2 separate regions of the Danio rerio genome follow, and region 1 is linked to region 2. Evidence: chromatin contacts called from public Hi-C data. All regions are on one chromosome and are shown on one strand. Each heading gives the region's core, a stretch centred on a gene start, on an enhancer-like site or on the middle of the called end of the contact. The rest is flanking DNA. Distances are from core to core; before and after follow the strand shown.

Region 1 (5,824 bases), core at 521-3,020, 190 kb before region 2:
GTCTCTGCCTCAACTGCCACAGGTAATGTTTCACTTTTGCACAACTTGAATTCATTTCAGTTTTTATAAATTTTGAGCCATTAATGATTTACACAACTGTTCAAAATGTTTGGGTTTGTAAAATAAGTCTTCTCTGTTTACTTAGCTGCATTTATTTGATCAAAAATATTCTGAAATATTACATTTAAAATGATTGTTTTGCTTTTTTTATATAAAATGTACATTTATTTCTGTGGTGGTGAAATTTAAGTTTAGCCATCACCTTTTAATACTCATAAACGTTAAGCACAAACATTTTAAATAAAAATTTGAAATGAAATATGCTATGAAAGTTTTTAGGATCACTTTTATTGAAATGTTATGTTAATTTAAAGGTAATCATTTCATTAAAATTACTAAACTTTTTTTCTCACTACTGCTAAAACTACTAAAATTTTTATTCAAATTTATTTGTATTTTTGTGATTTTGTGAATCAAGGCTTTACAATGAAAATGCTTGATGATTTCAATAAAAATAAAAGAACCAGTTAAATTTACAAGTATTCTAGATACCCTTCATACAAAAAAGATAAGTCTAAAATATGTGTGTTTTTTATTATTAAAAACATTTAAAAAGCAGCTGTGGACTAAGATTTTCATATGATCAGGAATAAATAAACAGTACACATTTTTTAAAATGATAGATTTAATATTTGTCAACGTTTTGAAACGTAGTGGTGGCTTTAAAGGTACTGTATGTAAATTTTTGAATCATAAAAATACCATAATATTTTTGCATATTTAAGAGACATGCTTAGTGAACATTCTTGATTATCTGAAAAACAATGCTAGATATTAAGATATTCTGCTTTGAAAATGTCCTTTACGTGCCGTAATGGCTGTCTTTGTTTTGGTTATTTTGACCCGCCCAATGCCAGTTTAGCCAATCATATTTCAGCACCCCAGGTTGCTTTCATGGCAAACTGCATATTTCATTTACTCAGTCAGGAAGACTCTCAAAGTATGCATCCGTGACCGAAATGCAACCTCTGGTAAACAGCCCGAAATGAAATGCAGAGTTCCACATGAGGTGGTTATTAATTACCAACTATTATAAATATTGCAAACAGAATCATTAGGTGAGCAGGTTACATTGTAACCCATGCCCTTACAATATGCCTCCGTGACAAGATTTGGCCTGATAAGCAATTGAGCTGTTTGCACCAGACGAAACCCCAAAGAAATTTAGATACAGCAATTCAGAAGCGCAGAATAACGATAATGCACTGCACTCTAACAGAAAGGTTGGCAATCTAATTAATACATATTAAATCTCTTCAAAATTATTAAATGTACATGCTGTATGATTCAGTCACAGTTCTAAAGTTACATCTCAAACTGTTTAATTTATTTTTAAGATCTGAGGTGAACTATCTGCTGCTGCTTTTAGTAGTTTGGCAGTAAAAATGGAATGAACTTAAAACTCATTTTTAAAACTTAAAAAGCATTTAACATGGAATAAAGCACATGAGGTGTTCCTCATGTTGTTGTTCATCATCTTGTTTACCTGTACGAAATAGAAGCCGTTTCTAAAATAGAAATTTCAGGTGTTGGATAGGACAAAAACTTTGTTTTGGTTGGAAAATATTTCTTCTAACGCATTCATGTGCTTTTGGATAGAAAATGGTTCAAATGAGCCTTAAATTAGTCTTTAGGTACGATAGTCTGGGACAATTTGGCAACCTTCGCTTGCGTGGACTGGTCAGAGGAGGAGTCGAGTAAAAATGTATTTTGATCCAGGAGTGCAGAACCTAGTTCAACCACTGGGTGTCATACAAACTTACATACTGCACCTTTAAAGCAAAAACACGTGAACTAAAAGCCACAAAATCCAAACTTCAAATTAAGTGAGTCTATAAGTGACGTTATATAATTGTCAAGTTGATGGATTCAAGAATAAACAGACTTTTCACTCACACTTTCCTTTCTATATGCATCAGACACTTTCATGTAAACACTCCATGTTACAAAGACACTATAAGATAAAAAAAAAAAACAGATATTACCATTTTGAAAATGCACAACATATTGTATAGCTTCAGGTTAATTTTGGTTAATTATTTGTCAGCTGTACTGTCCACCATACTCACACCTTAACTTTTTTATTTTGATTCTAATGTAATGAAGTGAATCTTTTGTAAAGCTGCTTTAGAGCAATGTTTATTGTGCTAAAAGTACAATAAACTTTAATTGATATTAATTTAATTTTCTCAATTAAATCCTCAGAATGGAGCAGAATGAATGTGAGTGCCCCTGTGAATGCCCTCTAGAGGTGAACGAGTGTACTGGCAACCTCACCAACGCTGAGAACAGGTAAACCTCTGTTCTACATAATTCATACAAGAACGTGTCAAAGTAACCATTAAGCCTATTTTAAAACATATTGCACACAATGTCAGGATGCAAAGGTTGCCCTTTAAGTGCTTCGAGAACGGCTGCAGCGATACATGATACAAATATTAATCACCGGAGCACATGTCCAGATTCTCATCAGCATTCACTGGAATGAATCACACTTAGTCACACGCGCACACACTTCTGCCTGTCACTTCATCAAGTTCTTGTTTGTCACAATGAATAGCTATCCAGCCACCTGTGTCCTCAATTAGCCGTACAGCTCCGAATTATTCCTCAGCAGACATTTAGACACTTTCAGGTTTGTCGCATTATTCCCAGCTGAGGGATCGCAAGGCATTTACCTTTCTGTCACTCCACCATCTGCTCATTTTTAGTGAGGAACTGTACACTTGAATATTAATAAACGCATGCTTTACTACAGAGCTGTCTTGTATGCATTTTCCAATATTCAATAATACAATATATTGCAATAATGAGCATGCATTGTGTTCTTATGCATTTAATATTTAAACTATTAGAGTGACTTTTAAAGGGATAGTTCACACAAAATTCAAATTGTCATCGTTTACTCACGGTCCGATTTTGAATTTTTGAATTTATTTGTTCTGTTGAACAAAGTTAGATCATTGTAAGAATGTTGGAAAGCAGCAGGCATTAACTTCTATAGTATTTTTTTTTTCTTACTCTGGATGTGGTTTTTGGTTTCCAACATTTTGCAGAATTTCTGGTTTTGTGTTCAACAAAAGAAAGAAATTCATAAACATTTCAAAACCCTTGAGTGTGCGGAAATGGTGAGGACATGTTTGGGTGATCTATCACTTTAAGAATATTTAGACTGTTGTGTTTGCAGTGGTGTTCTTAATATGCCATTAATTTTCAGGCATAAACATTTTCATATTAGTCTTAAATACGACATGCTTGATATATTATTTCAAACCCGTTCTTTATAGGCTTGTTGTTTGTTAAAGCTATACAACGAGGTTCCTTTTATTAGCATTGCTTAAGCTTAACTGACAATGGCAATTTTTTGTAATGCATTTATTAATCTTCGGCTATAAACATTCCTAGTTAATGTTTATTAGCTTGAAAAAGAGATTATGGTTTATTTTTAATAAAGCTAATAACTAATACATTTTAGTTGTATTTTTTAAACTAGCAAATGTAGCTATTTCTCACTATTAATGTTAGTCAAAGGCACATTTCACCACCAAAACTTTTTACTCACCATCAAGTTCCAAACCTTTATAAGTTTCTTTATTCTGTTGAACAAAAAAGAAGATATTAAGAAAAAAAAAAAAACAAAGCTGCAAACCTGTAACCATTGACTTCCATGGTGGGGAAAAGCAAAAACAAAATACACTCACCGGCCACTTTATTAGGTACAACTGCTCGTTAACGCAAATTTCTAATCAGCCTATCACATGGCAGTAACTCAATGCATTTAGGCATGTAGACATGGTCAAGACGATCTGCTGCAGTACAAACAGAACATCAGAATGGGGAAGAAAGGTGATTTAAGTGACTTTAACATGGCATGGTTGTTGGTGCCAGACCGGCTGGTCTGAGTATTTCATAAACTGCTGATCTACTGGAATTTTCACACACGATCATCTGTAGGGTTTACAGAGAATGGAAAAGAGAAAATATCCAGTAAGCGGCAGTTCTGTGGGCGGAAATGCCTTGTTGATACTAGATGTCAGAGGAAAATGGCCAGACTGGTTCCAGCTGATAGAAAGGCAGCAGTAACTCAAATAACCACACGTTACAATTGAGGTATGCAGAAGAGCATCTCTGAACACACAACACATCCAACAATGAGGCAGATGGGCCACAGCAGCAGAAGATCACACTGGTTGCCACTCCTGTCAGCTAAGAACAGGAAACTGAGGCTACAGTTCGCACAGGCTCACCAACATCGGATAATATAAGATTGGAAAATCATTATCTGGTCTGATGAGTCTTGATTGCTACTGCAACATTCATTATCAACCTTGTATCAACCGTTCAGGCTGCTGGTGGTGGTGTAATGGTGTGGGGCTTATTTTCTTTGCACACTTCGGGCCTAATAGTACCAATTGAGCATCGTGTCAACGCCACAGCCTACCTGAATAATGTTGCTGACCATGTCCATCCCTTTATGAGCACAGTGTATCCATCTTCTGATGGCTACTTCCAACAGGATAACGCACCATGTCATAAAGCGTAAATCATCTCAGACTGGTTACTTGAACATGACAATGAGTTCACAGTACTCAAATGGCCTCCACAGTCACCAGAGCTCAATCCAATAGAGCACCTTTGGGATGTGGTGGAACAGGAGATTCGCATCATGGAAGTGTAGCCGACAAATCTGCAGCAACTGTGTGATGCTATCATGTCAATACGGAACAAAATCTCTGAGGAATATTTCCTATACCTTGTTGAATCAATGCCACGAAGGATTAAGGCTGTTCTGAAAGCAAAAAGGGGCCCAACCCAATACTAGTAAGATGTACCTAATAAATAATAAAGTGGCCGGTGAGTATATAAGTCAATGGTTAGAATTTTGCTGGTTTCTTCAAAAAATAAATCTTCTTTAAGATATAAGAATTAAATAGAAAATAAGAATGTTTAGGTCTGTGTGAGCTGTCCCTTTAATGCATTAATGAATGTTTACTAATGAGATCATGATTTACTTTAGTTTAAAACATTAAAGTAACTCTTTTAAAGCTTTTTTTAGTCAATATCATGATTAAAAATTTCAGCATGACAACAAGAACATTCGATACTGCCATATGCATACAGTCCTGTTATAAGATGTCTGGGTATTGATCGTGTTCCAATAATAATAATAATAATAATGTATTATTTGCTGTCTGTTAAATGTCATTGATGTACATAGCAACATTTCTGTCATACTAATAGCATTGACTTTAGTGAGCTACTTGTTGCATTTAGAGTGTAACTGACTCTGCTTGCCTTACTACTGTGTGTGCAGAAATCCGAGCTGTGACGTGCACCAGGAGCCTTTGTCTTTGACTGTAATTGAGCCCAGTCTACAGGATACTCTGCCACAGTGCATCAACACCAGATGCAGCCAGCGCTTTACCAGCAGGTACAAACTGCCCTTAGCAGGAGCCGTGAGAGTAATGATCATTCTCCTTTCCCTAAACACTTATTATCATTTATTCGCAGCCTTTGCTGGTCACAACTACAGGCGGGCTAGGTTTATCAACAGTGAGATGTATATACAGTAAATACCTTAAAAAGCACAAATAGAGCTCGAGTTGTCTGTTAAATCACATGTTGAATGGAACATTTTGAGGGAGGTAAACAAAAACAGTGGTCCTGTTTTACAGGAATTTTTAAATTCTATAGCTTCTGAGAATCTAAAAAGAACCACATATTGATAAATAATACTATAATAGCTGTTTTAACATCATGTTAT
Region 2 (5,389 bases), core at 1,504-4,003:
AGATTTAAAGTATTATGAAACAGTAAATATGTCAGGCTAAACAATTCAAATAAATCATTGACTTCTGCTGTCGGCATTATTTTCAAAAACACGGATTTCTTTACAGCTTAAAAAAGGCATCTTTGGAGAGCTTTCTTTTCTTTGGATATAAAGTACACTACACTGCTCAGTTTTGATGTGGATGGTCTTTTTCTGCAACTGCCCAAAAAAACTAAATAAAATAGTTGTAAAAAACTTATTATAGGAACAGTATAACAGAAAATTTTAATGGTTTCAAAATTGTGACTTTTCCAAACTGCGTTAAACATAATATAAGACTATCATATAATATATATAATGATTTAAAAAATAATAAATATTTTACAGGAATTTCAGAGGGAGTTAACTTGCACAAAGACTTCAAAAATCTTTCCCATCTGTACCCTAATGTCAGTTAAAGCGGTTACAAAATATCTGCAGAAGCAATCTTGTCAGTTAAAAATGCACTGACAGCTAATAAGGCTCCTTTGACTTCCATTCCAGTCTTGTGTAGGTGGAAACTCACTTCCTTAGAAATCTCTATCATTCATTGCTGAAAATCTCAAAGGTTAATACAAGCTATATAACATGATACTAATATGACGTGTGGCATTCACTACCATCAAAATGTTTGGGTCAAAAGTCTCCAATACTTACAAATCAAACAGCTTTCTAAATTAATATATTTATTCCTGTGATGCCGTCGCTGAACTTTTACTCTCAATACTTTATTCCTACATGTCACATCATCCTTTATATGAGAAATTATACACTTGGTATGATATATGCTTTTATGCAAGAAACATATTTCTTTCTTTTAATGTAGACATAACTGGATTATACACGATGTAGGTGATTATACAAGAAGTCTATCTTCAGTACAAAAAAGGCCTTCACTGACACTGACTACAATATCATTTTTAAGTCATAAAAGTTTAAAAAACTCAATACACTTCAGGGGTTTCCAATGAGTGTCCTATAAAGGGTCAAACTTTGTTCATCGGTCATTCATAAAGAATAAGTCAACCACTAATGGAACTTCTAGAGCTATAAAAAAGCAGGCAAAACAAAGTTTATACACTTTAAAAAAAAAGTATGTAATTTTAATGGTTAGAAAAATGTAATCACGCTACAATAAAAATCCATAACCTACTTAGCAAGTTTCCCTAATATATACGGTGAATAATGCTAAATTGACTTGACACTTCACTTTTGATGCCTTTTTGTTATTACTGTGGCTCCTTTTTCCTCATCAGTAATGTACATTAAAGTTTTGTTACATCTAATGTTTACAAAGACTATTTACTGCATTACTTTAATTGTATGTATGTTACCCTGATGGTGTTAAGTATTTGTGTGAACGACCATGAGCAGCTTCTCAAAGTAGTTTGTGATTCACCTTGGTTCATCATAAGCATATGCAGATGTTTGTACTTCAAAACCCAGTTGTATAATAATATAAATGTATGAAATACAGTAGTTCACCATAAAGTTTATGGTTTCTACAGTATTTTTAACAATAAAGTTTTGGCAACCACAGCTGACATTTTTTTACAGTGTATGGCTGCTGAAGATACACTGAGGTCTTATGAACCAAAGTTATTAGTTTGTGCAAGAAACTGTACATCAATTACAAGATTATTACCTTATATCCACAGCCTCATCAAATGGACCTGAGCATGTTCATAACAACTTGTAGGATTGTATGACTCTTGCCAAATTGCCAGCAGCCATTGATTTGCCTTTGATGAATCACCAAATGACCACAGATGAAATGTTTTAATGTTCTACTAAAAAAAAAGTCACCTACACTTTGAGCAAATATAAATTTGAGTGAACTATACCTTTAATAAAAGCTTTAAAGTTTTAAATTTAAAGTGTTTTTTATTAAATTACTTATTTAAAGGGCACCTATGAAGAAAATCAACTTTTGTAAGCTTCATGGACAGAACTGTGTGTAGGTATAGTCAACATATATATGTCCACAATCATTTTGGGGTGACATAAACACAATAAGTGTGTGTGTTTTTTTTTTTACATTTCCTGACGTAAAATAGGATTCAAATCCCCCCCCATTTTGAGGCCCACCACAATGAGACCAATGAGCCCAACAGCCGCATATTAACATGTCTCCATGTGGACTGAAATCAGGTTTATTTTGTATATGAACATAACGGACATCCATACAGTGTGACTCATTGTTGCAAAAAGGCTTGAATTAGTTCCACAACAAATACCTGCTGGGAAAGTTTTTACTGTAGTTAGAAAAATCTACCTAGTTTGTCACTGTGCTGTTTATCTATGCGAGACGCAGCAGGTGAAGGCTACATACTAAAGAGCAATACCGAGATATCACTATTACTCGTGGTAATGATGGGCAGAGAGAACCAGCTTATTTGCATTAAAGGCACAGGCAACAAAAACAGCTACTGCTCTAACAGATCAAATTTCCCATATTCAGAAAGGTATAATACATAATCTGATGGGTGTTTTGAACTAAAACTTTAAAGACACATTCTGGAGACAAATGACTTAAATTAAATCTTAAAAAGGAGTAAAATAGTTGCCCTTTAAATCTAACTGACTCTAAACTTGCATATACAGTATTTAGTTTTAGTAAACTGATGCATTACCTGCTCTGAGCAGTCATCTGGTCTTGGAAGTCTCTTTCCCTCCTCCAGGACTTTGACCAATCGGGTGACAGTCATTTGTCCATGTGTTGGACCAATCAACTTAAGGAACACCTGTGGGGGTGGAGCAAAATTAGGTCACTGGGCTGCTTTGCTATTAAGCTCAGAGGAATTAAACATCCATTCACGTCTCGTCTAGCAAGCTACCTTTAACCCTTTAATACATTGTGTGGGTGAAGAAACATCACATTGTGCACAGTATTGAATCTGACAAATGGCTCTGTACAAACATTTTCTCCACAAGCAGCACACAAGGGGAAAAAGGGAGGATTGCTGTGTAGACGTCTACCGCAGCCTTTGGGTAAGACATCTGCCACTGTGGGCACAGACTGGCACCATCTGCCATGTTCTCAGAGACTCACCAGCACCTCCTTAACAACGGCTTCTTTCAGCCTACAGAACTGACGCTGGCTTTCTAAAAAGCGCTCATTTCTGCATCACAACAAATCTTTATTACCCTCCTGCTGCTTATAATCAAAGGCTGAATTAGAAATGCAATCAGAAGTAAAATAGTTGCATAAGGAAAAATTTACATAAAGCATTTGCATAAAAATAATTGCACTAGTCTATCCTAAATGCAGCCTTGCTATTTTGTGGCATCATTGATATTTGTTGCATCGTTTTACATATTTCTTTTAAAATGTACATTTTTTTTTTCATTTGAATAATTTTTTTATGATTTTTATTGTGCTTTTTGTTTTTCTTTTTCATTCACAATCATAACAGTGGCTTTTACAGTGGCTTGTTTTATGGGTGGGCATAATTTAGATTTCAAATGTCTAATATGTTTTATTTATTTATTATTTTGTAATAAAAACAGTACTATAAACTCAAGTTGACTACTGATTAATAACTCAGATCAGTGGTTCTCCACTGATTTGGCCATGAACTCACATTTTCCTCTTGTCATTAACCTGTGACCAATTTTTGTTCTTTTTCTTTTTATAAATGACTCACTTTTCTTTATTTACACATAAATTAAAAGATCAATAGTAATATGTAGGCCTACAAGCAATCTGCACGTGCAGAAATCCACAGATTTTTTAGGCCATCATTGAGTCTATTTATTTACTTGTGTAAATGTGAGTACATTTATATTTATTCAGTTTTTAAATTAATTTCAGTATTAACCAATATGAAAGTATTTATTTGATTTATTTACAATATAGTTTGTAAAGTATTATTTTCTGTGTTTTAGTATATATACTACAAAAGACACTTGCTTTATTTACCAAATAAGTGGATCTAATTGGATTTGCATTGTAAACATCAAATAAAAGTTAAAAAGTTTTTTTTTTTATTATATTAAGTTTTTAGTTACGATACACCCAAAATAATTTACAAAATGCTCAGCAGAAATAGCAGAAAATGTCCGCAGATTCTGTCTGGCCCTAGTAATATGATAATAGTGCACTAGCAATCCCAAACTAGTTTCTTTTTATAAAATCAAATTTAAGAAAATGTTACCGTTTACATGTTATACCATGATTAAAAAAATAGGCTTCATGATGAGGTTGTAAACTGGTTAATTCTTTTGCTTTTTATTCATTATGAAGTGATGAACAGAGTGCGCCACCAGATTTGTGCATGCAACTGAAGAAAAGCAGGTCAGGTTTTTTTCAAGTTTTTACTTTTATTATGTACAGTAAGAGTCATTGTATTTCATAACAAATAACAAAAATGTTTTACACTTAATTTTACAGTGTAACAAGTCATTTAATTACTGAGTAAAACTAATTAAGGTAAGGGTTTGATTGTGGGAGTTTAGGATTAGTTGTATGTAATTATGCAGAACTAATTTTCATTACTATAGTATGTACATGAAATATGTGTAACAAGAACACCTTAAAATAATATATTACCAAAAAAGTTACATCAATTTACCAAACAAATGTGCCTGTGTTCATTTTATTGGTAACACTTTAGTTTTAAACAGTATAATTATGTTTTTACCTGGTAAGTCTACAATCTCACACTATTATATCAGATTTTTGATGGTACATACAAAACTTCATCATGTTTTCTGTGGAATAGACTCTGTAAAATGTTTTTTGATTGGTTATTAATAATCACATCAATAAAAATTAAAATGTTTGACTTTCCTCATTTCGTCCATTGAAAACGAGCTACACACTTGTGACTGACACATCCCATCTAAACTGGCCTTTAGGAGAATTTGTTTCTCTCACGCGCATGAATCACATTCGACTTAAATGTCAACAGCTTTCACACACTTCTTTCAAAATTTCAATCATGCATCCCAAAACACCCTGACCCACTTAAATTGAGAAATGATGATGTAAATGTTGAATTATAAATACTACATTTAAGTAATACTATAAATACTAAACACAATACTAACCATTTATTTTCCTAGAGCCCGCATTCAATTAAATAACTAAATTAAGAAACAATCTATAAAGACTTTCCAGACTGTGCTTGAACTGCTTTTTCTGAATTAAAATGAAAGAATAGATTTTAAACTTGTGATGGCCACAACGTGCTGTGCACAAGACCACAGGAAGTCCCATTTTTCATTTTAGGTTTTAAAATGGTATTAATGTGCGAAATACATCTACATAGAGTGTTCTTTTAGAAATTGTAATTGAGACAGAGCTAGAAACATCTGACTGTCAACTCACCGACATGGGGCTACATGAAGCATCACAGTACGTGAGGAG

Evidence for each region. Hi-C and Micro-C count contacts between places; a contact is called where the count stands out from the background.
Region 1: a contact with region 2 is called in a Hi-C map of an unstated tissue, with 3 times the contacts expected there. The contact joins two enhancer-like sites. A contact is called at or near these places in 4 of 18 Hi-C or Micro-C datasets (caudal fin, embryo and an unstated tissue) and 1 of 4 datasets of contacts at active chromatin or transcription factors (caudal fin).

Annotation. Positions count from the first base shown.
Region 1 is chr6:34,127,332-34,133,155 of GRCz12tu, reverse strand. cachd1 (cache domain containing 1) reads left to right here. Exons shown (of 27, transcript XM_073954291.1): 20 at 1-22; 21 at 2,266-2,352; 22 at 5,375-5,491. Among named protein-coding and RNA genes, the nearest start is that of raver2, 38 kb to the right of the region's middle. Within about 2 kb of position 1,770, at least 10 of the 62 cell types and tissues checked have an H3K27ac peak or open chromatin away from gene starts, as enhancers often do.
Region 2 is chr6:33,935,580-33,940,968 of GRCz12tu, reverse strand. jak1 (Janus kinase 1) reads right to left here. Exons shown (of 24, transcript NM_131073.1): 22 at 5,351-5,389; 23 at 2,652-2,762. Among named protein-coding and RNA genes, the nearest start is that of jak1, 54 kb to the right of the region's middle. Within about 2 kb of position 2,753, at least 5 of the 62 cell types and tissues checked have an H3K27ac peak or open chromatin away from gene starts, as enhancers often do.